Linked DNA regions of Ctenopharyngodon idella: region 2 is linked to region 1. A link is a contact called in public Hi-C data. All regions are on one chromosome and are shown on one strand. Each heading gives the region's core, a stretch centred on a gene start, on an enhancer-like site or on the middle of the called end of the contact. The rest is flanking DNA. Distances are from core to core; before and after follow the strand shown. Region 1 holds the start of ofd1 (OFD1 centriole and centriolar satellite protein). Region 2 holds the start of gpr143 (G protein-coupled receptor 143).

The links. A called contact is a pair of places that touch in the nucleus more often than the background predicts.
Region 2: a Hi-C map of muscle shows a contact between it and region 1, with 4 times the contacts expected there. The contact joins the promoter of gpr143 here to the promoter of ofd1 in region 1. A contact is called at or near these places in 2 of 2 Hi-C or Micro-C datasets (both in muscle).

Annotation. Positions count from the first base shown.
Region 1 is chr9:741,577-748,510 of HZGC01, reverse strand. ofd1 (OFD1 centriole and centriolar satellite protein) reads right to left here and starts at 2,929. Exons shown (of 22, transcript XM_051906122.1): 1 at 2,688-2,929; 2 at 1,529-1,729; 3 at 8-76. The coding sequence starts at 2,783. trappc2 (trafficking protein particle complex subunit 2) reads left to right here and starts at 2,985. Exons shown (of 5, transcript XM_051906138.1): 1 at 2,985-3,153; 2 at 3,236-3,350; 3 at 5,892-6,040; 4 at 6,144-6,225; 5 at 6,310-6,696. The coding sequence starts at 3,258. The coding sequence ends at 6,408. It overlaps rab9a (RAB9A, member RAS oncogene family), which reads right to left. Exons shown (of 4, transcript XM_051906136.1): 4 at 6,695-6,934.
Region 2 is chr9:900,473-907,218 of HZGC01, reverse strand. gpr143 (G protein-coupled receptor 143) reads right to left here and starts at 4,807. Exons shown (of 9, transcript XM_051906129.1): 1 at 4,513-4,807; 2 at 2,086-2,195; 3 at 1,194-1,288; 4 at 1,017-1,109; 5 at 516-625; 6 at 234-342. The coding sequence starts at 4,807. fancb (FA complementation group B) reads left to right here and starts at 5,147. Exons shown (of 11, transcript XM_051906140.1): 1 at 5,147-5,294.

The sequences.
Region 1 (6,934 bases), core at 1,680-4,179:
GTATTACCAGAGCTTTGTATAAGGGCATGTGAGGACTGATCTTCATGAGCTGCAGAAGGTCTCTGGTTGATAACACCTTGAAATCAAACAAAAACAAGATATTATCATACTATAACACCTGGTGTTGGTTTAAAGGGGTCAAATCATACTTTTTAGGGGTTCAAGCGCTGAAACTCTCTTGTAATTGTTAAATTTCCAAGGATCATCATTCTCTCCTAAAAGTGATCAGGCAAACCAAACCGTAAGAAACTGGAAACTTTGAGGGCTGTTAGTACCCACACCGTCTACAACGTCACCAAGGCTCGCCCCGATCGGCCTGACGGGGGCGCTACAGCGGTCAAAAGATTGAAATCGCTTATAACCCTTCGCTCGTCGTTCTGTGAAATTTTCAGGTATTTTGGATTTTTTGAAAAACCTACTTTTGCGAACTAGTCTTAGTTTTTTGGCCTGATCGTAACCAAACCAGTGCAGCGAGATTCTCCGGAGTCTGATTGTCAATAATAATAATAAAAAAGTTGAAATTTCGATTCACGGTCTCTAAGGGCCGCCAAAACGGAGCCACTTTTACTAAAATGGCTATAACTGGTGAACGGAATGAGATAGTTTCACCAAATTTGGCACACCTGTGTAAGAGCTCATTGTGTGGTCGTGTGAAAAAGGACGTGGTGGCTGGCCACTTGGTGGCGCTATAACAGGAAAAAAATATGAAAACGGCTATAACTGCTTCACCGTTAGTCTGATCGACTTGAAAATTGGCATGCAGTGTCTTTGTCCGAGGTGTCATGACTGTGTATGAGGACATTGACGTATCTCAAAAAACATGTCTGCCATCGGCCAGTGAAGTTTGAGCAGCTATCAGACAAGGTAAACGGAGGCCGATCGAAACGAAACTCTCTGGGCCTGTTTGACTCACGGCCCTAGAGGCCTGTTAGAAATTCGAAAGAAATCGGCCAACAGGGGGCACCTTCATGTTTTTCACGAGTGTAAAAGAGGGCCAAAGACGGAGCCCTGAGGAACACCAGTACTGATGTACGAAGGCTCACACACGCCCACGACATTCATACCACATGGTAGAACTCCTCATTCTGAGCAACTTTGCCTCTAGGACCACCGCTGTCCATCGAATCGTTCGTTAAATATTGGAGATTATTTCAAAAACCAACTTTGGCGAACTAGTCCTAGATTTTTGGCTCAACCTCGATAACTGTTAAAAAGCTTTAAAAACCATATATTTCCTATGGTAAATTGCCTGTATTGGCTGTAAATGGTCTTTTCCATCTTTGATTGAGATTAAAGGTTTGCTAATTAAAATACCTTTTTATGAATGTGCTTAAAGGTCCCAGCTATACAGCTATATTTATATTTTGGATTTCACTGAGGTCCACTCATGTCTACTAAAAAACTAGTTCTTCATGAAGATTTTCCTTCAATAACAGCCTCTTTTGTAAAGCTGCATCACATTGTGACAAATGCATGAAACAGAACTGCAAAACCATGCAATAATGAGTGTGAAGTCACGTAACATCACCTTGTCTTTGCTCATCCCACATTCGGGGTAGAAGACAGACAGCGTGTACTCGTATCCGACGCTCCGCAGGTGATCTATGATCACACTGTTGCACGCGGTCACTAACACAGAGTGAGCGTGAGCCGCGGCGCGTCTGGGAACGGCTTCTCCTCTCCGCACCGGCTGCTGCAGCTCCTGGATCAGCTGATTACGGAGCTGCGTCTGGAAGATGTAAACAGCTTTATGAATCTTTTGATTCGAATCAGTGTATCAAACTGCCAAAGTCACGCCCCCCAGTGGCAAACCATTGAAATTTCGAAACATTTTGAAACACTCATGACGTAACGAAGCCTTGTTTACTGAAATCACGTGACTTTGACAGTTTGATACACGCTCCGAACCACTGATTTGAAACAAAAGCTTCATGAAGCAGTGTTTTGAAATCGCCCATCACTAGATATTGTTGAATAAAGTCACACAAAAAGTATTCTCGTCACTTCATAACATTAAGGTTGAACCACTGTAGTCACATGAACTGTTTTAAATACATCTTTCTGGGCATTGAAAGTGTTAATTATCTTGCTGTCAATAGAGACCTCGGATTTCATCAAAAATATCTTAATTTGTGTTTTGAAGATGAACAAAGGTCTTACGGGTGTGGAACGACATGAGGGTTAATAATAATTGACAGAAATTTCATTTTTGGTTGAACTAACCCTTTAACTTTGAAATCAGTATGATGAACTTTATGACTTTTACAAAGAAAGATTGGATTTAAAATACAACAAATCTCATAAATTACACTTGAAATATTGTTAAAATTGTAATTGTTATTGATTTATTTTTTTAAATAGCAAAAAATATATTTACAAGGTAGATCTTAATAGGTCAATATAACTTATTATTGTGTTTCGGTAGTGACAAATTTGGGGTGACAAATGAAAAATATTCCAAAACTTTCTGAAAATACAATATGAGAATTAACTGTACAATTACTAGAAATGTGTATCTTGGATATTATACAATTTGCAGATAATAGATAGATAGATAGATAGATATAGATAGATAGATAGGGCTTGAAAACTGTAAGTTACATAAGTTTAAAGACAAGTCTGCACAAAAACACTATGCTAATTTATCAAGATAATATTAACAGCTGACTGTGAGGAAACACACACACCTTCAGAGTGTCCAGAACCCCGCGACTCTTGAAGGTCTGATAGAGTTTCTGTCGCATCTCATCCGGGGACAAACTCTCCTCTTTACTCACAGACATGATCACTGAACTCTACATACACGATCATTCATGCTAATCGATAAACATTCGCAGAATCGATCAATCATCGATGATACACCACAGTCGGTCCCTTAGCGACGGGTGAAGCAGCTCCTTTAAAATCTCTAACTGACAACAAACTGTTGTATATCCGGTTTCGTCGTTGTGACGTACGACGCTTTCAGTCCTCTCATTGGCTGTTTGTGTCAGCTGGGCGGAAACGGGAACTCTGTCCACAATACGCGTATGATCCTCATCGGCTGTCGTTATTCTTCATGTGATTTATATAATTAGTTATTTATTTAAAGGAGGTGTGTTGATAGAATGTGTCATTTGTAAAGAAAGCCAAACTAACGTTATCATTCCTGTGGTAAGATGTGTTTTTGTGCACATTCATCAGTGTTTACATGTCCAGTAATGTCAATAACTGACTGTCGATTTCATGTTTACAGCTCTAAACACTGACGATTCACAATGTCGGGGAGTTTTTATTTCGTTATGGTGGGTCATCATGATAACCCAGTGTTTGAGATGGAGTTCCTCCCTCCTGGAAAGGCGGAATCAAAGGTGGGCATGATGATGTCAGTGATTCCTGACAACATGGTAAAATAGTCATCATGATGTAATGATGTCAATGATACCTGACAGCAGGATCTGGTTTCTGTCCATATCATAGTGTTGAGACTGCATTAGCTAAGATTTCGTATGACTTATTGTCGGCTGCTGATTCGGGACTTCTATCTGTACTAATTTTGCTTCATTTGATACTTGCACAGCATTCTGTTAGACAGATTAGAGTCTCTTGGTTTAGATCTTATTTTATGGGTCATACTTAATTTGTACAGCTGAAGCAGTTTAGATCAAATCCTTCATACAGTACATCAGTACTGGTGTTCCTCAGGGCTCCGTCTTGGGCCCTCTCTTGTTTTTTGCATTTTTGTTATCATAGTGTTGAAACTGCATTATCTAAGATTTCTAATGACTTATTGTCAGCTGCTGATTCGGGACTTTGATCTATAATAATTTTGCTCGATTTGCATTTGATACTATCTTACACAGAATTCTGTTAGACAGATTGGAGTCCCTTGACTTTGTTTAGATCTTATTTTACTGGTTGTACTCAATTTGTACAGCTGATGCAGTTTCGATTAAAGCCTTCGTACGCCAATACTGGTGTTCCTCAGGGCTCCGTCTTTGGCCCTCTCTTATTTATCCCGTTTTATACACTTTTGTTTTTTGCATTTTTTGTTATCATAGTGTTGAAACTGCATTATCTAAGATTTCTAATGACTTATTGTCAGCTGCTGATTCGGGACTTCGATTATTAACCTTTATTTATTAACCTTTATTTAACCAGGTGAGTCAATTGAGAACCAGTTCTCATTTACAATGACGACCTGGCCAAGAGGCAGCATAAAAAGCCAGTACAATACAAAAAAAAAAAAAAAAAAAAACATAATAAAGATACAAATAACACAACTATAAACAGTGACATGTAAAACAAACAAATAACTAAAAACAAGTACAATGATCCTGAATTATTGACTGAACTGATAATAATTTTGCCCAATTTGAGTGCAGCATTTGATATTATCTTGCACAGCATTCTGTTAGACATATTGGAGTCCCTTGACTTGGTTTAGATCTTATTTTATGGATCGTACTCAATTTGTACAGCTGAAGCAGTTTAGATCAAAGACTTCGCACATTACTACTGGTGTTCCTCAGGGCTCCGTCTTGGGCCCTCTCTTATTTATTATTTATCTTTTACCTCTTTTTATATACACATACTCTTTTGTTTTTTGCATTTTTGTTATCATAGTGTTGAAACTGCATTATCTAAGATTTCTAATGACTTATTGTCAGCTGCTGATTCGGGACTTTGATCTATAATAATTTTGCTCGATTTGCATTTGATACTATCTTACACAGAATTCTGTTAGACAGATTGGAGTCCCTTGACTTTGTTTAGATCTTATTTTATTGGTTGTACTCAATTTGTACAGCTGAAGCAGTTTCAATTAAAGCCTTCGTAAGTCAATACTGGTGTTCCTCAGGGCTCCGTCTTTGGCCCTCTCTTATTTATCCCGTTTTATACACTTTTGTTTTTTGCATTTTTTGTTATCATAGTGTTGAAACTGCATTATCTAAGATTTCTAATGACTTATTGTCAGCTGCTGATTCGGGACTTCGATTATTAACCTTTATTTATTAACCTTTATTTAACCAGGTGAGTCAATTGAGAACCAGTTCTCATTTACAATGACGACCTGGCCAAGAGGCAGCATAAAAAGCCAGTACAATACAAAAAAAAAAAAAAAAAAAAAAAACATAATAAAGATACAAATAACACAACTATAAACAGTGACATGTAAAACAAACAAATAACTAAAAACAAGTACAATGATCCTGAATTATTGACTGAACTGATAATAATTTTGCCCAATTTGAGTGCAGCATTTGATATTATCTTGCACAGCATTCTGTTAGACATATTGGAGTCCCTTGACTTGGTTTAGATCTTATTTTATGGATCGTACTCAATTTGTACAGCTGAAGCAGTTTAGATCAAAGACTTCGCACATTACTACTGGTGTTCCTCAGGGCTCCGTCTTGGGCCCTCTCTTATTTATTATTTATCTTTTACCTCTTTTTATATACACATACTCTTTTGTTTTTTGCATTTTTGTTATCATAGTGTTGAAACTGCATTATCTAAGATTTCTAATGACTTATTGTCAGGTGCTGAATTGGGACTTCGATCTATAATAATTTTGCCCGATTTGAGTGCAGCATTTGATATTATCTTGCACAGCATTCTGTTAGACAGATTGGAGTCCCTTGACTTGGTTTATTTTATGGGTCATAATCAATTTGTACAACTGAAGCAGTTTAGATCAAAGCCTTCATACATTACTACTGGTGTTCCTCAGGGCTCCGTCTTGGGCCCTCTCTTATTATTTAGCTTTCACCCAGCTTTACCTATCCTCCAGACCTACCTCTACTTTTCCTCCATCTATCCTCTGATTGTTTAGCTGAGATTAAAGAGTGGTTTACATCAAATCTTCTTAAACTTAACAGCAGTAAAACTGAAATTCTTCTTGACAGGATGATCACAGACATCTGAACCAGTTCATCGCTCATGCCGCTCTTGATCTGGTTGATGAGAACATGTGGCAGTCCAGCAACATGTACCTGAAGACTGTGGACAAATTCAATGAATGGTTTGTCTCTGCCTTCGTCACTGCTGGTCATATCCTTCTCATCCAAATCTTTCTGACATGCATGACTGAATCAAACTCACTCACATTTAACTGACCCATTGAAATGATTATTCCTTAACGTTACTTGCATACATATGAGATTTATTATGCTCCATGATGTTCGGCAAGAGGATGGAATCAAGAACTTCTTTAATGATGTTTATGATCTGTACATCAAGGTAAATCATATATTATTTCTGTAGTGACATTTCAGCACCATATGAATTTGTTTTAAAACATTTTATATGTGCTTTTTTACCCAGTTTGCAATGAATCCCTTCTATGAAGCCAACGCACCGATACGCTCCACAGCTTTCGACAGGAAAGTGCAGTTTCTCGGGAAGAAGCATCTCCTCAGTTGATTTGTTTTATACACATACTCTTTTGTTTTTTGCATAAACATACAGGCGTTCTGTTTATACTATCTCAACATTCAGATACATATTTCATGTTTGAGTTGTTGATACTCAGTGTCTTCACCTGCTACTGTACACCAAATGGTGTTTGAATGAAGATCATTTTTAAAGAAGTCTGTAAGACGCAGCACTAACAGGAATGTAAATGCACATTAATACAAAAACGGTCAACCGCACGATGAAGATTTCAAACACTTGTATATTACTAAATCAAATAAACAATTTCAACAAGTATTGTTCAGTACTTTTTAATTTCAATTTAATCTACAATATTAAGATTTTAGTGCTTCTTTTTAAAGTAAGTGCTTAAACTTTCCACCTTATTCATACTTTTAGTACAAGTATTTTATATATATTTGGCACACGCTACACAATTTTATAATGTTAATATATTAGAAATCAGCCACAGTGTGTGAACGCCCATCCTGCGCAAGTTAATCATAGTTATAGGAAAAGAACATCTATTTTTCCC
Region 2 (6,746 bases), core at 3,558-6,057, 160 kb before region 1:
CTTAACCACATTCAAGTGTTGATAAATACTGGCAACTTTTTTTAAAGACGCTGGCAGTGAAAGAGTTAATATCTTCAGTCATTTCTCTTCTCCAGTAAATGTGTCTTGATTTAAGAATGTTTAGATATTTGTGCTGGAAAACAAGACTGTTCTGTGACTGTTCAACCAGCTAAGAGGAATATTCGCTATATAGCCTAATGCTCCATGAAGATGAAATGAACTGAACATCTTACCAAATGACAAACACCAGCATGATCTTAAAGAATCGTATTTTGATCTCAGATCCGAGTCGTCTCTCGTTCTCGGTGTAGATGCCCTGCTGACCCTTGAGCAGCGACGTCACTGCATGAAAACATGTAATATGAGTTTCTTTGAAAGAAAGTCTCATCATGAACTGAAGATCTTTCTACTCTGAAACAATTGGTAACACTTTACAGTAAGGTTCATTTGTTAACATGAATGATCAATACTTCTACGGCATTCATTAATCGTATTATTTTTTTCAGTGCACTTACCGGCCGATACGGTCCGTGAGAACAGCACCGGGTTGACGGCGAGCACCAGCAGCATCGGTGCATATGTGGTGACGTAGTGAGGGACGGCGTGCTGAAGGCCATTCTCACAACTCACATGACAAACACGCATTCAGTTCAGATCCACAGTGCAAAACAGCTCATCACAGTCATGCATTTGGCAGAGGCTTTTATCCAGAGCGACTTGCATTGCATTCAATGCATACATGCTATAAGGGATGCAACATTTTGGCCGATAAATCTTAACTCCAAATTTTTATATAGAGCCTGATTACAAAAACAAAAGTCTCACCATTTATCAGCTTTAATATATCGGCCAAATTTTCTTATCTGGCCGATAACAATAAAATTAAAAATGAACATATGTCGGCCGATACCGATATGGTGGCCGATATATCACACGTCCCTACATGTTATCAGTTCATGCATTCACTAATAATCTAACCCATGATGCATTTTAAATGATTTTGATGAAATAATCACCTGGAGATGGAGGGGTAGTACAGCATGGCCACGCCCTCCACACACAGCAGCAGCGTCAGACCCCACGTGATCATGTGATACAGCACGATGGTGCTACAGCAAAGACGGCGCTCGTGAGGACATGCAACAGACATCTGCTCTAGCGTTTATATGAACAAGATGCATGATGGGACGCACCTAATGCCAGCTGATCTCTTGACCACTAAGAAAACGTCCACGGCGTAACAGAACGTCCACCAGAAGGAGGCGCTAAAGAACAGCTGAATCCACATCTAGAGGGAAAATTAAACAAGATTCACGACACCAAAGGTCATGTTTACATGAATCCGTCAGCATAAGGGTGGAGTTATATCAGAAATACTAGATTTAAATAAAAATGGTGTTTTATTAAATTTGAGTATCATTTTTGTCAGAAAGCGATATATTCTTAAAATCAAAGATAACTTTTTTTTTTTTAATTTACCAGCATTTAAAGCATATTTGAAAACGTCAAGGGTTTGAATAATTAGAAAGGATATGATTTAAAATAAATTAGTGAGTTTTTAAAATTAATTTTAAGGCTTTCATTCCACTAATAATTCCATCTAATTCTGAATCTAAATCCAATTTTTTATATAATTTTTGAGAGCCTGTTACAAAAACAAAAGTTTCACCATTAAAATCCATGTCCCAAACACACAATTATAATGTTCTCATTATAATATTATGTATCTTATATGACAGACTTACGCTGCACATGTTGAACTGAACTGTATTTTGCTTTTTGAAGTGATTTCAATCATATTTCAAGCAATTCAAAACCATCATGATGAACAGTGCACATCTGAAGTGTCTCAGCTGAAGGAAATAATCCATTATTTATCGGCTTTAATATATATCGGCCAAATTCAAATATCAGGCCGATAACGATAACATTAAAAATGAACATATCGGCCGATACTGATAATGGTGGCCTATTGCATCCCTAATGTTTATGCAAGTACAAATAACTGCAGATTAAAACACTTTAAGTAATGTAAAGTGCATGAAATGTCAAATATAACGGTCTTCACTTCGATATTTCTCTTACCGCACTGCCAACACAAAACACTTCCGGCCAGACGTCACTGCTGTTTCCGCCGGAGATTCTGTTGATGAGGTCGGGCAGCCCGAGCCAGATGGACGACCGGAAGATGATTCCTGCACAGATGCGTCAGATCCGTTATCTTTGTGCTGAAGCCATTGATTGCAAAGACAGGAGGATTTACAGTACAATACTTACAGTAGACGTAACGTTATTGTTCAAAATTAACACAATTTCAATACAAAATCAATCCTTCTTCCAAAATGTGTTGTTTTTCCTTGCCCAGATTCACTATGGTAAGCCTATATGTATTTTAGAGCTGTCGGGGCGTTTTTCGCGGGAAAATGTCACTCGCCCCTGCATGTCTCGTCATATCCGTAAATAGAGAAAAGTTGACGCGCGTTTTATTACTCAACAGGTGGTATTTTAGTGAACAGATAAATTGCCACATTTAGCTTATTAACATAGTAAAGCATTATCTATTGTAAAGGGTCGTTTCATTATGGTTGTTGTAGCTGTGCTGGAATTTATTTTCTAGGAAGTTCCGTGTCTATTAAAACAGTGTTATTTTGTATTTAACCGCTAGAGGGCCAAAGTTACATAGTGTATCTATGGAAGTGTGTATCATGAATCTAACAAATGGTCCCACTTTTGTGCAGTTGAATCTCTTCCTCATGTTCCTGAATGAACTGTGTGTCCTCTGGTAAAAACCATGAAATAAACATGTTCTGAAAATAGCATGTGTGGTTTTGCACTTATTACATTCAGTAATTTTACTGTAACACATTATTGGCAATACATGCATTTGGCCATTTGAGGATCACTGACTGATATGCACAGATTTAGGTAAAATATGGAAATGCTGGGTTAAAAACAACCCAAGTTGGGTTGAAAATGGACAAACCCAACGTCGATTGGATTGTTTTAACCCAGTGGTTGGGTTAAATGTTTGCCCAACCTGCTGGGTATTTTTATTTAACCCAACTATTGTTTAAAAATTACTGTATTTCTTGCTTAAATGAACCCAAAATATGTTAGAAATGAACATTTATTAATATGTTTAATAAATGAACAATAAGTTTAATGAATAATAATTAAACAATAAACATTTACTAAATTGCTTATTAATAAATGTTCACCTTTTGATTATTATTGTTGCCTCTATTAATTATGTGTCTGATTTTTAATTTCCAACATATTTTGGGTTCATTTTAAGCCAGACATATAGTCATTTTAATCAATAGTTGGGTTAAATAAAACTATTTAACCCAAACATTTAACCCATTCACTGGGTTAAAACAATCCATTTGCTGGGTTAAACAACCCAATTGCTGTTAAAACAACCCATTTGCTGGATTAAAACAACCCAATCACTGTTAAAAACAACCCAATCGCTGTTAAAACAACCCAATCGCTGGGTTAAAACAACCCAATCGCTGTTAAAACAACCCAATCGCTGGGTTAAAACAACCCAATCGCTGGGTTAAAACAACCCAATTGCTGTTAAAACAACCCAATGCTGGGTTAAACAACCCAATTGCTGTTAAAACAACCCAATCACTGTTAAAACAACCCAATCGCTGGGTTAAAACAACCCAATCGCTGTTAAAACAACCCATTTGATGGATTAAAACAACCCAATCGCAGGGTTAAAACAACCCAATCACTGGGTTAAAACAACCCATTTGCTGGATTAAAACAACCCAATTGCTGTTAAAACAACCCAATCGCTGGGTTAAAACAACCCATTTGCTGTTAAAACAACCCAATGCTGGGTTAAACAACCCAATTGCTGTTAAAACAACCCAATTGCTGTTAAAACAACCCAATCGCTGGGTTAAAACAACCCAATTGCTGTTAAAACAACCCAATGCTGGGTTAAACAACCCAATTGCTGTTAAAACAACCCAATCGCTGGGTTAAAACAACCCAATCACTGTTAAAACAACCCAATCGCTGGGTTAAAACAACCCATTTGCTGGATTAAAACAACCCAATTGCTGTTAAAACAACCCAATCGCTGGGTTAAAACAACCCAATCGCTGTTAAAACAACCCATTTGATGGATTAAAACAACCCAATCGCTGGGTTTGTCCATTTTCAATCCAACTTGGGTTGCTGTAGAAAGAAATTAATCATTCACTTCTCTTTAATAAAGCATAAACAAGAAACAAAGGTGCATAACTGTAAATAAAACTGTAAATATTCCACTTAAAACATTATTATGAACATATAGAATGATGCATTATTTGATGCAAATCAGCTTTATGGCAAGATCCAGTTTATAAATATTTAAACAGATTATTTGTCTGATTGAGTGTTTAAAATCTTATAAAAAAGAAGGAGCTTATGAAACAGACAGACTGACCCAGATCTCGTTCGTGTGTGTGTGTGTGTGTGTGTGTGTGTGTGTGTGTGTGTGTGTGTGTTTACCTGAACATCCTAAGATATCACACACGCTGATGATGAAGAGTATCCGGAGGGAAGAGGCCGGTTTGGGATGAGGATGCTGTCCCAGCCGCCTGTATCCCCTCCGCTTGGGTAAGATCTGGATGAGGGAGAAGATGAAGCTGACGCTCGCGCTGCAGACGCAGATCGCGCTGAAGAACAGCGGCTGGAAGCTGACCACGAACTCGGTGGCGGGATCGCGGTTCGGGCAGCAGAAGGTCTCGAGCCGCGGAGAGGCCATGGTGACGGAGGAGGAGAAGAAGAAGAAGAGGAAACTCATTCATCTCGCTGGCCCTGAGCTGCGAGTGAAATCACGAGCTCCATCATCATGTGCTTCGGTTTAATCTGACTGAACAACAGCTCGAGAATGTGCTGCTCAAACTCTGCCCTCATGTCTCTGTGCTTTCATGACTCCGTCATAACTTCTTACAGTATAAATCATATTACTGCGTTTCTTTTACCAGTCCTGAGTGAGTTAGTGCTTTAATAAAACATACAAAAAGAAAGAAATGTTTAATTAACAGTCATAGTTTTGCTGTAGAGAGAACATCAGGTCATCGATCCGCTCCAGGATTTCTTCAGCTCCTCAAACAGCTGAAGCTCATCAGACTCTGATTCTCAGGCTGGAGTTAACATGGCCTCTGCAGAAGAAAAGAATGAAACACAGAAAACAAAGTGTTTATTGTAAATTTCCTGGCATTTCCTTCGGCGCAGTAAATGAAAAACACATTTCCAGACTGAGTTTGTGTTTGTCCTGCTGATCAACAGTGAGTGAAACAAACTGATCCGAGCTTCAGAAACAACTGATCAATCTGTGTGTGTGTGTGTGTGTGTGTGAGTGAGTTTGTGTGATTGTCAGTGTGTGTGAGAGAGTTTGAGTGTGTATGATTGTAATTGTGTGTGTGTGTGTGTGTGTGTGTGTGAGAGAGAGAGATTTTGTGTCTGCAATTGCGTAAGTGTGTGTAATTGTGTGAGTGTGTCTGTGAGTTTGTGTGTGTGTGAGTGTGTGAGTGTGTGTCTGGGATTTATGTGAGTGTAATTGTGTGTTATTGTGATTTTTTTGTGTGTGATTGTGTTGGTGGGTGTGTGTGTGTGTGTGTGTGTGTGTGTGTGTGTGTGATTGTGTTTAATTGTGTGAATTTGTGTGTGTGTGTGTGTGTTTGATTTTTTTGTGAGTGTAATTGTGTGTGTGTGAGTGTGTGTGTGTCTGAGTTTGTGTATGATTGTGATTTTTGTGATTGTGTAATTGCGTGAGTGTGTGTGTGTGTGTGTGTGTGTGTGTGTGATTGTGACTTTGTGTGTGTGTGTGTGTGTGTGATTGTGACTTTGTGTGTGTGTGTGTGTGTGTGATTGTGACTTTGTGTGTGTGTGTGTGTGTGTGATTGTGACTTGTGTGTGTGTGTGTGTGTGTGTGTGATTGTGACTGTGTGAGTGTGTGTGTGTGATTGTGACTTTGTGTGTGTGTGTGTGCGTGTGTGTGTGCTTGTGATTTTGTGTGAGTGTGTGTGTGTGTGTCTGAGTTTGTGTATGATTGTGATTTTGTGTGTGTGATTTTTGTGAGTGTGTAATTGCGTGCGTGTGTGTGTGTGATTGTGACTTTGTGTGTGTGTGTGTGTGTGTGTGTGTGTGTCTGAGTTTGTGTGTGATTGTGATTTTGTGTTAGTGTGTGTGTATGATAGTGATTTTGTGTGTGTGATTTTTGTGAGTGTGTAATTGCGTGTGTGAAAAGACATTAAATTGATCAAAAGTGACAGTAAAGACATTTATAATGTTACAAAAGATTCTATTTCAAATAAATGCTGAACTTTCTATTCATCAAAGAATCCTGAAAAATAAAATGTATTTCGGTTTCCACAAAAATCTGAACTGTTTTCAACATTGATAATAATCATAAATGTTTCTTGATCATCAAATCATCATATCAGAATGATTTCTGAAGGATCATGTGACACTGAAGACTGGAGTAATGATGCTGAAAATTCAGCTTTGATCACAGGAATAAATTACACTTTACTATATATTCACATAGAAAACAGCTGATTTACATTGGAATAATATTTCACTATTTTTACTGTATTTTTGCCTTTCAGAGACTCTTTCAAAAACATTTTAAAAAATCTTCATTATTCCAAACTTTTCACTGCTAGTGTTTATATAGAGATTTTATAGCATTTCAGATGGATTTTAAATGTTTTTTTTTGTTGTTTTTTTCCCCACAG